2 separate regions of the Sus scrofa genome follow, and region 2 is linked to region 1. The links are chromatin contacts, called in public Hi-C maps. All regions are on one chromosome and are shown on one strand. Each heading gives the region's core, a stretch centred on a gene start, on an enhancer-like site or on the middle of the called end of the contact. The rest is flanking DNA. Distances are from core to core; before and after follow the strand shown. Region 1 holds the start of EIF2B5 (translation initiation factor eIF-2B subunit epsilon). Region 2 holds the start of UBXN7 (UBX domain-containing protein 7).

What was found. A called contact is a pair of places that touch in the nucleus more often than the background predicts.
Region 2: a Hi-C map of mesenteric adipose tissue shows a contact between it and region 1, with 7 times the contacts expected there. The contact joins the promoter of UBXN7 here to the promoter of EIF2B5 in region 1. A contact is called at or near these places in 4 of 47 Hi-C or Micro-C datasets (mesenteric adipose tissue, omental adipose tissue, retroperitoneal adipose tissue and 1 more).

The regions. Positions count from the first base shown.
Region 1 is chr13:122,056,529-122,063,570 of Sscrofa11.1, reverse strand. It overlaps EIF2B5 (translation initiation factor eIF-2B subunit epsilon), which reads right to left and starts at 3,163. Exons shown (of 16, transcript XM_021069943.1): 1 at 2,870-3,163; 2 at 1,065-1,189. The coding sequence starts at 3,070. LOC106507270 (a long non-coding RNA gene) reads left to right here and starts at 4,089. Exons shown (of 3, transcript XR_002337773.1): 1 at 4,089-4,216.
Region 2 is chr13:133,686,369-133,693,410 of Sscrofa11.1, reverse strand. It overlaps UBXN7 (UBX domain-containing protein 7), which reads right to left and starts at 3,628. Exons shown (of 11, transcript XM_021070161.1): 1 at 3,473-3,628. The coding sequence starts at 3,545. It also overlaps the pseudogene LOC100620593.

The DNA.
Region 1 (7,042 bases), core at 1,914-4,413:
CATAAGAATCACGTAGAGCGTCCCTATTTTCCACCCATTCACACCCATTCAACATTCATGCTCCTTTGCTATGGCTCTTTTTGGGTCCTTGCCAGCATCCTCAACTTCAAAGACATTTATGAACCGTAATGAATGGTTTCAGCATAGTTTGTCACTAGTCTTGTTTTATGGGCTAGAGAAACATGGTTATTTCCTCTCCATACCCTGACCCCTGTCTCTAAACATGGATTTGAACTAAACATCCTACTGAGAATTAGCTTATACAAAGCACCCTGGGAACACACTTTTCTCTTTCTGAAGCTCATACTGTCTGATGGAGAGCATGCTAATACCCTAGTCTTTATTTCCTAAACTTCAATAAATCTTGAGATTCACTCTTTCCAGAAAGATTTCATCACACATTTGTTAAGTACTAACAAAGTTTGGTACTAAGCTAGGCACTGGGAATACAAAGATGAAGAAGAGCTCAATATTTCATAGCTCAGTGGAAAAGCAAATATGTTACTTTTGTAACTTGCATACTGGAGCCACTAAATAAAAAGCAAAAACCTACTGGAACCAAACTTTATAAGTAAGATACAGAAAAAACCCAAATGCTATTCTTTAACTTTTTTTTTTTTTGTCTTTTTGCCATTTCTTAGGCTGCTCCCGTGACATATGGAGGTTCCCAGGCTAGGGGTCAATTCAGAGCTGTAGCCACAGGCCTACACCAGAACCACAGCAACACGTGATCCGAGCCGTGTCTGCAACCCACACCACAGCTCACGGCAATACCGGATCCTTAACCCACTGAGCAAGGCCAGGGATCGAACCCACAACCGCATGGTTTCTAGTCGGATTCATTAACCACTGAGCCACAACAGGACCTCCAAATGCTATTCTTTAATCTCTATCACAGCTTCAGCTCCTCACCTGCTAAGAGAATGCCCTTAGTTAAAGCTTATGATGGAATTCAAATAGATATATTTTACTCCCTTACAATTCCCTCTTATTTAGTTATAACCATTCTAAGGAACCTGGGGAAAAAATGGTGAAACATAGAAAGAAAAGTTGCAGAGCCTTACAGTAAATGTTCCTTGATTTGAGCAGCCTTCCAGCAACAAAAGACAAAGGTTTCCTGTACACCTGTGGCAGTCAGAAATTCCAGAGTGTAGTCAATTAGTGCCACATTGGCCAGGGGCAAGAGGGCCTGGAGGGTAGGAGATGAAAAAAAGTTTGAAGTATTGAATCCATGAAGGCCTTCTGGGTACCATTCCTTCCCCTTCTTCATCCACAATTTTCACTCCACTATCAGTGTGTTTAAACACCAGCTTTAATTTATTTTTCCTATTTAAAAGTAATCAGGCTCCTGCCTTTGATGTTCATGGCATGCTCTAAACATCAGTCTAATGTGTTGCAGTTCAGACATAGTAAGCATGGAATCTACATGCTTAGCATCAGACACAGAGCTGGTACTGAACAGGAGACTACTCCTGACAAAGGGTAACACTAGAGATCAATCATATCTCCAGAAATTTAAGCACCACTGAGGCCTTTTTCTCTACAAAATTTCTTTTCTTTTCTTTTCTTTTTTTTTTTTTGCCATTTCTTGGGCCGCTCCCGCGGCATATGGAGGTTCTCAGGCTAGGGGTCTAATCGGAGCTGTACCTGCCAGCCTACACCAGAACCACAGCAATGTGGGGATCCCAGCTGCGTCTGTGACCTACACCACAGCTCACAGCAACGCTGGATCATTAACCCACTGAGCAAGGGCAGGGATCGAACCCGCAACCTCATGGTTCCTAGTCGGATTCGTTAACCACTGCGCCACGATGGGAACTCCTAAAATTTCTTTTCTTGATCCTTTTCTAAGAGGCAAGGGCTAGTCATCCCCATCACTTGTCCAAAATAAACAGTCATTAGACTATTTGGAGGAAGTGAAGAGTCAAAGAGGACTTTTCCTGAATTGAATGCCAAGTCCCTTTCTTTGAACTGGGGACTGCTGAGTGACCCAGCAATCCCTAGGACTAGCTGAGGCCAATTCCCCAGCTTCTAGACAATGCAGGGATGTTGGCAACCAGCCATTAAACCCGTTCTGTTCTTCTTTTGACATATGGCATTGGCTCTCATTAAAACCTGGGAAGAAAAAAAAGCACACTTGGAGTTCTCCTCGTGGCTCAGTGGTTAACGAATCCGACTAGGAACCATGAGGTTATGGGTTTGATCCCTGGCCTTGCTCAGTGGGTTAAGGATCCGTTGTTGCCATGAGCTGTGGTGTAGGTGGCAGATGCGGCTGGGATCCCGTGTTGCTGTGGTTCTGGTGTAGGTCGGTGGCTACAGCTCCGATTAGACCCCTAGCCTGGGAACCTCCATATGCCGCGGGAGAGGCCCTAGAAATGGCAAAAAGACAAAAACAAAACAAAACGAAACACCAAAAAAACCACACTATACAAGTCTGCTCTTTTTTTTTGGGGGGGGGGACGACAATATGATCTCCCTTTTGGAGGCAAAAGGAGGTGACATTCCCTTTCATCACTCGATCTTATTATCCTCTGCATAAAGCCAGCGCAGCCTCCTCTTGAGGCACTGAATCCCAGAATGAAGGCTTCTCACAAGCACTGCTTCTGCATCAGCCCTTTGCAGAGCTCCCAAACCTGAGGTGGACAGCACGACGAGTGCTCAAATCTGCCAGCCACTCACTTGGTCAGGCAATCGTCAGGGCTTTAGACGGTCTCCTCGCCTTCCTCATAATCAGATAAACCCGATTTCTGAGAGAGAGAGTGGACACAAGTCCTTCCAGAGCCCGCCTCACCAGGAAGCCGAAGGGATAACTTGCTATAGCCCCGCCACCTCCAGGCCCTCTGGCAGCTTCCAAGCGTGCGGCGCTCACCCGAGGCTGGTCCTTGGAGATAGGGAAGAAACGGCGGTTGAAGCTGTCGGCCACCAGAACTGCTTGTAGGGGCGGCGGCGGTTCCTCCTCTGCCCCTCTGGCTGCCCCCCCGCCGCCGCCGCCGCCACCCTGTCCGCTGCCGCTGCGCTTGTTGGCTCGACCAGGCACCGGACCAGGCGGCGCCACCACAGTAGCCGCCATCTTCTTCTCTCACGGCCACCACTTCCGCACGGAAACTGACACGGCAAGCAGTAAGGGACAAAAAGACCTAGCACTCGAAACGCGAAGGACTAGAGAAGGAAGGGCGGGAGGAGCCGCGGAGAGAGGAGTGCGCATGCGTCTTCCTCAGCCCAGAGGTTGGGCAGGGAGGAGTGAGGTCTGCGGCCCAGCGCTGCGGAAGGTGACCTGTTGAGGCGCCTGGGCCTGGGGTCCTATGGACTGCAGAGTCTATTGGCAAGTAGAGTCGGCCGTCATTTGTACGTGAGCAAGCTGAGGTTCTTGCGGGATAATGAGACTTCTGGTCTTTGCGAAACGGCCAGAACCTTTCTGGATGTGTAATTTTCTCTGCCACCCCCCCACCCCAGCCACCTGAGCACCTCAAAAATTGTGGTCCTCCGTCTTTATTCTCGTCACCTAATGTGACCTGGCACCTTGGGGAATTCAGAACTGAGTCAGACATTCCTATCCCTCAGGGGACTAACAGTCTATGTGAATACAGAACGCGGAATAGTAGAGAGAGTAGTAACTCTGGTAAAGCGCTGATTGTGGACAGGAATGATACAAGCGTTATTGCACTTACTTCGTCACACATCTTGGAGAACCTTTTACTCATTCATTCAACAAACATTTCTGGAACTCTCAGTGGGATGAAGTTCATTCAGCTAGTAGATGGAAGAACTGGTATTGGAACCCAATCTGTAAGACGTCATAGCTCTACAATCTTTCTGCCAAGTTTTGCATGGCCAAAAATTTACTATTTTTTGACATCTTCATTCATTCATTCAGCATGTCAAGCATTTATTGAAACCCCATGGAGTGGGTCCAAGAACACTGTATTATTATTTTTCTGTCTTTTGTCTTTTTAGGGCCACACCCACGGCATATGGAGGTTCCCATGATAGGGGTCAAATAGGACTTAGAGCTGCCAACCTACACCACAGCCACAGCAACGCCAGATCCAAGCCGCGTCTGCGATCTACACTACAGGTCACGGCAACACAGGATCCTTAACCCACTGAGTGAGGTTGGGGATCGAACCTGCATCCTCGTGGTTCCTACTAGGATTCCTTTCTGCTGCTCTACGATGGGAACTCCCAAGAATACTATAAAATTGAGTAGATCCCCAAGGTAAGCAGCAAACCTTGGTGACAGAAGTGCAAAGGTGCTCGAGGAGCAGCAGCATTTGGGGAAAGAGGCAGTGGCTGAGCTGGTAAGCCAGGCCTGCTGAAGCTTGGGACCTCGGGGATGTGGTGGAAGCGAGGTGAGGCGGGTTGGGTGTCCTTTGGTGGGCAAGAAGCTTTCCTGCAAGGTACCTCACTCTTTTCGTTGGAATTCCACCATCCTGCAAAGTTTCTGCACAATTTGTTCCCACCCGAGGGCTGTGTTGCACGTCAGGATTTGGGGTTGGAAGGGCTGAGATTTGTTGTTTTCCCTTTGGGGCAGCAGCTGGACCGGTGGTACTCAGGCACACTCCTCGTGGGTCCAAGGAGTCTCTCATTTCTTCCCTTTACCAGTTAATGATGGCGTTAAGTGAAAGACCATTTCCTAAGAATTTTGGAAATTTTAGCCTGCAGAAGGCAAGTCAGTAAAAGTTTTCAATTAAGTGAGTGTACATTGTAGAAGGTGTTGGACTGTGCTACAAATCCACAGGAAAAAAGAAACAAGAAGGGTGAGTAAACAGGACTAGTAATTTGCGAGCACGCACAAGCGGTGGAGTGGAACTGTGATGAGAGTATGAAAAGTAGGTCCAATTGTAGAAAATTTTAAATGACTTGTGACACTTCTGAAAGTGTGAGAGGTAAATCCAGGGTTTGTAATTCTGTAGACTGGTAGCCGGATAGATAAGGTTTTAGTGGGTGGGCCTTAGGGAAACTCTTTCTGGACTCTTTAATCTTTTTTTTTTCTTTTTTCTTTTTTGCTTTTTAGCGTAGCACCTGAGGCATATGGAAGCTCCCAGGCTAGGGGTCGATTCGGAGCTATAGCCGCTGGCCTACACCACAGTCATAGCAATGCTGGATCTGAGCCGAGTCTGAGACCTACAACCATAGCTCACCGTAACACAGATCCTTAACCCATTGAGCTGGGTCAGGGATGGAACCCACATCCTCATGGATGCTAGTTGGGTTTGTTAATAGCTGAGCCATGAAGGGAACTTCCTCGTTAAGCTTTTTCAGCTTTAAAAGTTATTCGATTCAACAACAACAACAAAACGAAAATGGGTAAAGGATTTGAATGGACAGTTCTCAAAAAACGATACACAAATGACCAACAAGCACATGAAATATACTTTACATGACTAATTATTAGGGAAGTGCAAATCAAGACTACAACAAAATTGTCACCTCACACACATTAGATGACAGCTATCAAAAACAAACAATTCCTTACCCTTATCTCTTTCTACCCTGACCCTAGAGTTATTACCATTATTATTATTATTATTTTTTGTCTTTTGTCTTTTTGTTGTTGTTGTTGTTGTTGTTGCTATTTCTTGGGCCGCTCCCGCGGCATGTGGAGGTTCCCAGGCTAGGGGTTGAATCGGAGCTGTAGCCACCGGCCTATGCCAGAGCCACAGCAACGCGGGATCCGAGCCGCGTCTGCAACCTACACCACAGCTCACGGCAACGCCGGATCGTTAACCCACTGAGCAAGGGCAGGGATCGAACCCGCAACCTCATGGTTCCTAGTCGGATTCGTTAATCACTGTGCCACGACGGGAACTCCGAGTTATTACCATTATTAATCATTTAAGGGGGGAATTTCTTGTGGTGCAGCAAGTTAAGGATCTGGCATTGCCACTACAGTGGCCCAGGTCACTGCTCTGCTGTGGGTTTGATCCCGGGGAACTTCCACATGCCACACACAGCTAAAAAAAAAAAAATTAACGGTTATTTTTTCTATTTCCCTGCCAAGTTTATGTATAGATAAGTTTAAGTTTAGGCATATATCTAAACACACACACACTCCATGTTCGTATATTCAAACTTACATTAGATCTACACATATCCATATACAGGATTGTGCTTAGAGACAGTGTACTATATGATTATATACTGGTACCCCAGAGCCAGAGTGCCTTGGTTCCATTCCAGTTCCTAGTAACTTACTAGCTGTTTAATCTTGGGCAGGTTACTAAATCTCTCTATGCCTGGACTGCCTCATGTTTGAAATATGATGATAATAGTACTTAGCTCATAAGGTTGTTGTGAGGCTTACATGAGATTATATTATGAAAAGGCCATATCATTCTGTTTGACACATTGTCACACAGTTTAAGTATTAGCTCTTATTATACTGATGCATTTTTGTCTGTAACTTAATTTTTATTTAATATATGGTGGAATGTGTACACACCTCGCTGTTTTCAATGATTCCATGACACTCTGAGGTATAATATACCATATTCATCCAAGTGTTTCTCAACTGGTAAACATTAATTTTTTTGTTGCAGATTTTGCTCTTAGAAATAATGCTGCAACTAGCCTTCTCCTATTGATTTCTTTATAAATTTGCTTTTATTTCTTAGATTTTGTTCTTAAAGGAGAGTAATGGGTTCAAATTGAATTCACTTCCCATGGGAGGGGATATGCTGTTGAACTCACTGGGAAGCCTGCTTGAGGCTTCATTGCTCCTGGTGTCATTATTTAATGACCATCCATGGAAAGTGTGCTATTTTGCCCTGACACTGGCAGTGTATCAGAGTGCCTGTTCCCCCACAGCTTCACAGTGTGTAGTCAACAGTTTCAACTTTCTGTCAATCTATAGGGAAACAAAGTATAGTTTTTTTTGGGAGGGGGTCTTTTTGTCTTTTTAGGGCTGCACCCATGGCATACAGAGGTTCCCACGCTAGGGGCCCAATTGGATCTGCAGCTGCTGGCCTATGCCACAGCCACATTGATGCCAGATCTGAGCTGTGTCTGCGAGCTACAGCATAGCTCACGGCAACGCCAGATC
Region 2 (7,042 bases), core at 2,379-4,878, about 12 Mb before region 1:
GGCATCAGTGGTGAAAGTACATAGCTTCTCAGTTTGATCACCTCTAAGACCATCATTAAAAAAAAAAAAAACAGGAGTTCCCGTCGTGGCGCAGTGGTTAACGAATCCGACTAGGAACCATGAGGTTGTGGGTTCGGTCCCTGCCCTTGCTCAGTGGGTTAACGATCCAGCGTTGCCGTGAGCTGTGGTGTACGTTGCAGACGCGGCTCAGATCCCGAGTTGCTGTGGCTCTGGCGTAGGCCGGTGGCTACAGCATCGATTTGACCCCTAGCCTGGGAACCTCCATATGCCGCGGGAGCGGCCCAAGAAATAGCAAAAAAAAAAAAACAAAAACAAACAAACAAACAAACAAACAAAAAAACCTTAATTTCCCTTGGCTATTTGCTTATCAACGCGTTTAATCATGGGAAAAATGTTTATGATGTAATAATGTTAAATGAAAATTTCAGAATTCTAAATTATGTATGATTCGAAATGTAAAAATAATTTTAAAATAATTCAAGAAATAAAAGTAAGTATGTAAATAAGAACTAGAAGATAATATGTGAAATAAATAATACTGCTATTATGAGAATGGATTAGTGTTTCCTTTTTTCAAAGTTATTTCATGTTGGAGCTCCCTGGTGGCCTAGTAGGTTAAGGATCCACTGATGTGGTGAGGATCACTTCTATGGTGAGGGTTCAGTCCCTGGCCTGCGAACTTCCTCATGCTTCAGGCACAGAAAAAAAAATTTTTTTTAATTTTTAATTTAAAAAAATTATTTCATGTTGTTATCTTTTTAATATTTTTAAAGCCAGTCATTACTTCATACTCATATATACTCAGAGAGAGTTGTTCTATTTAGTGAGAAAATTCTTTCATTTTCTCTTCTACTTCTAAATGTCACAGAAAAGATAAGACTTACATTTTTGAAAATGCATTGCTCTTAACAGAATATTGAGCTTCCAAGTAAGCAAAACCTTTCTGAAACTCTTAAAAGTCAGTTTCATTCATCTAGCAATGAATAAATACCAAATACCTTTTTGTCATAAATACTACAATTTAATGTAAATATGTGGAGATCCTGTTGTGGCTCAGAGGGTTAAGAATCTGACATAGTGTCTGTGAGGATGTGGGTTCAATCCCTGGCGTCACTCAGTGGGCTAAGGATCCAGTGTTGCCACAAGCTGCAGCACAGGTCACAGATGTGGCTCAGATCCAGCATTGCTATGGCTGTGGTACAGGCCTGCAGCTACAGCTCCAACTGGACCAGTTGGTCCAGGAACCTCATAGGCCACAGGTTGCAGTAGTTCAAAGAAAAAAATAAATAAATAAAAAATAAAATTCATGTGCACAGATCCCTCCAAATTTTTTTAAGATATGTGAAAAGAACTGAAGGAATCAATCACGTGTTTCCAAGAGTTAATTACTATTGTTTAAAAAAATTATTATTTAAAATCCATATTGGAGTTCCCTTGTGGTACAAGAGGTTAAGGATTCAGGGTAGTCACTGCAGCAACACTGTGGCACAGATTCGAACCCTGGCCCAGGAACATGTGCATGCCACTGGGGTGGTGAAACAAAGATGAAAGGAAGGAGGGAGAGTGTGAGGAAAGAAGGAAAGAAAATCCATATTAAGAACAATCTAAAGTGTTTTCCCTTTTGTAGACTTCCAGATACCACTGTCTACTGAGGGACTCCAACTTGATTCAGGTATAGAAGGGTCTGGGACCAGAAAACAAGCCATGAAGACTGGCAGAGACAAACATTTAAAGCAATTCAGTGAGTCACTTCATCTTGCCACATTTTAGGTTTTGTCTATACCTACCAAAAATGTTTCATTTAAGAAATAACAGGCTGAAACAATCTGAGTTCCTAATGTTAGCATTACAAAAAAATTTTTAATATGCAGCATCTTAAACTACCTCTAGAAAATCTAAAAAAAGATAATAATCACTTCTATATCTGCTTTATAAATATATATAGTAATAACATATATACACAATAATTTCCTAATTTTCACAATAATAATGACCTGCTTACACACTGGGCAATGCATTATATTTCTAATATAACAGTCCAATCACAATTTTTAAATATTTTAGAAGTTACCATTTTATTCCTCATCCCAATTTTATTACAAATTTTATCACAAATTTTATCAACTTTGACATGATGTTTCATGCCCAAGAGCTAAATAATGCATCAAATATCTAGTTACCGTTACCAAGTAAAAAATAAAACTAGCTTTATAAAATGGCAACTCGCAAACCAGCAATGGTTAAAATATAAAATTTCATTTAACCAATTTTTGCACGTCAAACTCTAGATACATGAAAAGTAAAAAATGTTCTCCGCATCTAACAAACTACCAGAAAAAGTATAGGTCTGCTAAAGAGAGGGAACTAACACTGACCTCCTAAAATGACAAGCTTGAACGGCAAAATTACACTCAGGCACATGGAGTACTCTTTTCTCAAATCACTCCACAGAGAACTTCATCATTTGCTCCGCCCTCTAATAACTCATGCAAAAAAAGTTCAGCACCATCAGAGAGAAGACACAGAGAATTCACAGAATGGCTTGGGGCCTTTCCTCCAGGCAGTAAGAGGATCTGCGTGTGCCTTCGCGGGGGTCCAAAGGAAAAGAAAAACCAGGGGTTTGGGGGACACTGACATCCAGAAACTGATTTTCTCTCAAAGAAGTTTCCGCCGTCATTCCTATTTTATCAACTGGAGGCTCCGGCGCCATCGTCTTAGTCTTTATGATTTTATTATGGGGAGGTGGGAAACGCCACCAAGGGTTCCTCCAGGCCTTTCCTATTCAGGTGGGGGGGGGGTCCCCCTCAATTCCTCTCTTCAAACCTCAGTCTGGAGGGTACTCCTCAGCAACCCCCCACCCCTTTCTGGCGGCCTATCCTCCGAGATCAGTAAAGGCGCTGCTAACGCACCAGCCTCGCCGTTAAGGCGGGAGGGCCCGAACAAGCCACGGCCACAGCGATGGCTTCGAGGGGCCCAGAAAGGGGAAGGGCAGGCCAGGGACTGGGGGAGAATGACCTGGCTGGGGAAGAAAGGAAAAAGGAGGTAAGGGCATGTGCTGCACCCCAGGGCTGCACAGAGAAGAGGAGATGATGAAGGAGGAGGGCGGTGGCCCGGGTGCGGCCCCCCACCTCTCCCGCCCCCAGGTCCTCGGGCCAGCGGGGGCGGATGGGCCCGGCCCATGCCTTGGGTCTGGGCTGAAAGGGGGTGGGGAAGTCTCCCTCTACGCTGCGAGAACACCGAGAACCAGCGCATGGGGTGCGCGGGGGAGGGGAGGCGGTCTCCCGCCTGAACCCAGAGACCCGACGCCGTCGTCGCCTCTTCCTCAGGAGGGAGGACGGGAGCTGAGGGTAAAGCCCTAGGGAGGAATGCTTGAAGGTAAAGGGAAGACCGGGTCAGACCGGCCGCCCGCACCAGGCCCCACTCTCCACCTTCCGGTAACCGCGTCTCTTACCGGTGATGGCGGTAAACTGCTGAATTAACCCCTTCAGCGCCGACGACGCCGCGGAGCCCCCGTGGGCAGCCATCTTACCGCCGCCGCCGCTGCCGCCGAACAACAACACAGACACACACGGAACGCCCTCCCCCACCTCGCCGCACGGTTTGCGCAGACTCATTGACCGCCCCCAAGCTCCGCCCCTCACGCCCCGCCCCCCTCCCTGGACAGTCAGCGCAGGCGCACTTCCAGATGGGTCCCGGAGCGCTGTCCGCTCTCCGGGTTGGCTGTTCGATTGCTGCCTGCCGCCGCATCCTTCTTTACAACTTCTGGTGCCTTCCTCTTAAAGCTCCAAGGCCAGTCTGATAGACACGATATCCGTTACGGGTTTCCTAAGTAAGCTTCGGGCTTGGTAGGTAATAGGCTCTTCACGTTTCAGTTTCACAAGCTTTATTGATAGACCTGAGGATGAAAGTTTATTTTTGTTTTTTTGCAACTCCATAGCCCTCTGTTAGGTTTCCTGCAACTCCCATCAAAGTACAGATCCGGAGTTCCCTCGTGGCTCAGCGGAAACGAATCCAAATAGGAACCATGAGGTTGAGGGTTCGATCCATGGCCTTGCTCAGTGGGTTAAGGATCCAGCGTTGCCTAGAGCTGTACTGTAGGTCACAGACTCGGCTCGGATCTGGCGTTGCTGTGGTGTAAGCCGGCAGCTGTAGCTGCAATTAGACCCCTAGCCTGGGAACTTCCATATGCCGTATCCCCTAAAAAAAAAAAAAAAAAAAAAAAAAAAAAAAAGTATATTCGCATCTGGTCATCCTCCACCTTAAGAATAAAGTTAAAGAGGAGTTCCCTGGTGGCACAGTGGGTTAAGGATCTGGTGTTGTCACTGCTGTGGCTCCTGTCGGGCAGGATTTTCCTTAGGCCACCAGTGTGGCTTAAAAGAATAAAGTTAAAGAAACTCAATTTCAATTCTAGCCTCCCATGCACATTTATTGCCTCTACATAGAGAAATAGCCCAATAAAAGGTGGAACAAGTCATCTGGAGAATTGACCCTTCTAAGAGTCTGTAAATGCGTTTTTGGGGTGAATTTTTAAAAAATAACCAAGTCGTTGGAGTTCCCTTTGTGGCACAGTGGAAACGAATCCAACTAGGAACCACGAGGTTGCTGCTCAGATCCTGTGTTGCTGTGTCTGTGCTGTAGGCCAGCAGCTGTAACTCTAATTCCACCCCTAGCCTGGGAACCTCCATATGCTGTAGGTGCGGCCCTACAAAGCAAAATAATAATAATAATAATAACCAAGTTGGACTGCTGCTGCTACTTTCTTATCTCCAGTACCTGACCCCTCCCAGGACCCATGATGCCAAGGTGATGCCAAGGCAGCTGCAAGGGGTGAGGAACAGGCTTGAGCCCCACGAGAGCCCAGGGCTCACTCTTTTTGGGTCTCCCGGTCCACCCCACCTGAAGAAATAAGTGGTGAATTAGCCCCAAGTAAAAGCACAGTGTATATATCCAACTTGCCCTTTTCCCTGACAAACAATGACTTATATTGGATATCTTCCAGGTATGACAAAGTTGTAAAGGTTACTATAATGAAAGGTAAAGATACCGGGAAGAGTAAAGGGGTTGCATTTATTTTATTTTTGGATAAAGACTCTGCACAAAATTGTACCAGGGCGATAAACAACAAAACAATTATTTGGTAGAGTAATAAAAGCAAGCATTGCTATTGACAGTGGAAGAGCAGCTGAGTTCATCCAAAGACAAAACTTCTTTGATAAATCCAAGTGTTATGAATGTGGGGAAAGTGAACACTTAAGTTATGCCTTCCTAAAAATATACTTGGAGAACGTGAACCTGCAAAGAAGAAAAAGAAAAAGACAGAAAATTCCTGAACCAGAAGAAGAAACTGAAGAAGCAGAAGAAAGTGATGATGAAGGGGAAGATCCCACTCTGGACAGCCTCAGCTAGGCCATAGCTTTCCAGCAAGCCAAAACTGAAGAAGGCCAAAAAAAGAAAAAAAAGGCAGAAACCCAGTTCGGGGGGGTGGGGGGGTGTCCCTCAACGTCAGATGATTCAAGACGTCCAAGGATAAAGAAAAGCATGTACTTCAGTGATGAGGAGGAGCTTAGTGATTAAAATTATATTTATTATGTAAATATCATTTAAAAATTTTAAAGGGTGGAATACCAAGTTTGGTTGAGATGAAGGATTGCTTTTAGAATTTGAACATCAGAACCCTTAGTACCAAAGAGGTTTTTTTTACTTTAAAATGGTTTGTAGGAAGTTGAAAAGTAATTTAAAGTATCATGTTTCTATCTTGCATCAAGATTTGCTAATAACCATTAATCTTGAAAACAGTTCGTTTGAATAAAAAAGAAAACTTAAAATGAAAAACAAACAAACAACTTGGGAGTTCCCATAGTGGCACAGCAGTAACAAACCTGACTAGTATCCACGAGGACTTGGGTTCAGTCCCTGGCCTTGTTCAGTGGATTAAGGATCCAGCATTGCTGTGAGCTGTGGTGTAGGTCTCAGTTGTGGCTGGAATCTGGTGTTGCTATGGCTCTGGCAAAGGCTGGCAGCTGCAGCTCTGATTCAACCCCCAGCCAGGGAACTTTCAGGTACACCCCTAAAGACAGCAACAACAAAAAAAGTCAAATCAAGGTAACCATAAGATTTTAGCATTGGCGTATAAGAAAGCAACTCCTAATTAAGAGTATTTTCAGTTAGTCAACCAACCTGCCAAGTTGCTGCTATTCTCTGGGTGGACTGAGAAAGGCTATGAACAGTCCTGGATTTGGGAAACTGGTTCACACTGAATCAGAGGTGGGAGGAAAAAAAAAAAAAAGGAGAAAACCAGAGCAAGAAACAGTGTGACCTCTTCCTTCCTAAAAGCCTTAATCCTAAAGTCTGTGTCACTCTAGCCAACCATTCAGAATTGGGTACCAAGATGGTCTAGCACCACTCACTAAAAAACTAGATGCAGTTTTTCCTGCACTTCCATTAACTGGAAAGGCTAACAATGAGATCCTTAGGTTTATTTCCAAGGTCTTAGGGTTCAAAATATAGTGATCTGATTTCTACATTAATCTTGTGAAAAAGTGGTAAAGGTAGTGGCATTCACAACTCTAGAAAATATTTTGTAGAAATTTTAAAATAAGCTAAAAGAAAAGAAGTCAGGAAATTAATAACAGAACCTTGAAAAGCTTTTTTGGATTATTGAAGAATATGAAAGATCTTTAGAATCACAAGAAAATATGTCTAAATATATCCCTCAAATCTTGGAAAACATGTTTTTTAAAAAATATGGAGTATCCTCAGGAAGGAAATTAAACTGCAGAAAGTATTATACATTAAAGAATGGAAAATTAAAGTTTTATTTTATTTTAAAAATCCCCCCCCCTTTTTTTTGGCTGTGCCCCAAGGCGTGTGGAAGTTCCTAGACCAGGGATTGAACGCAAGCCACAACAGTTACAGAGTTGAATCCTTAACCACTAGGCTATCAGGGAACTCCAAATATTAAAGTTTTAGGGGGCGAAGAGCAAATATCCCCAAGCTAAATATCAGTTACAAAAATAAATAA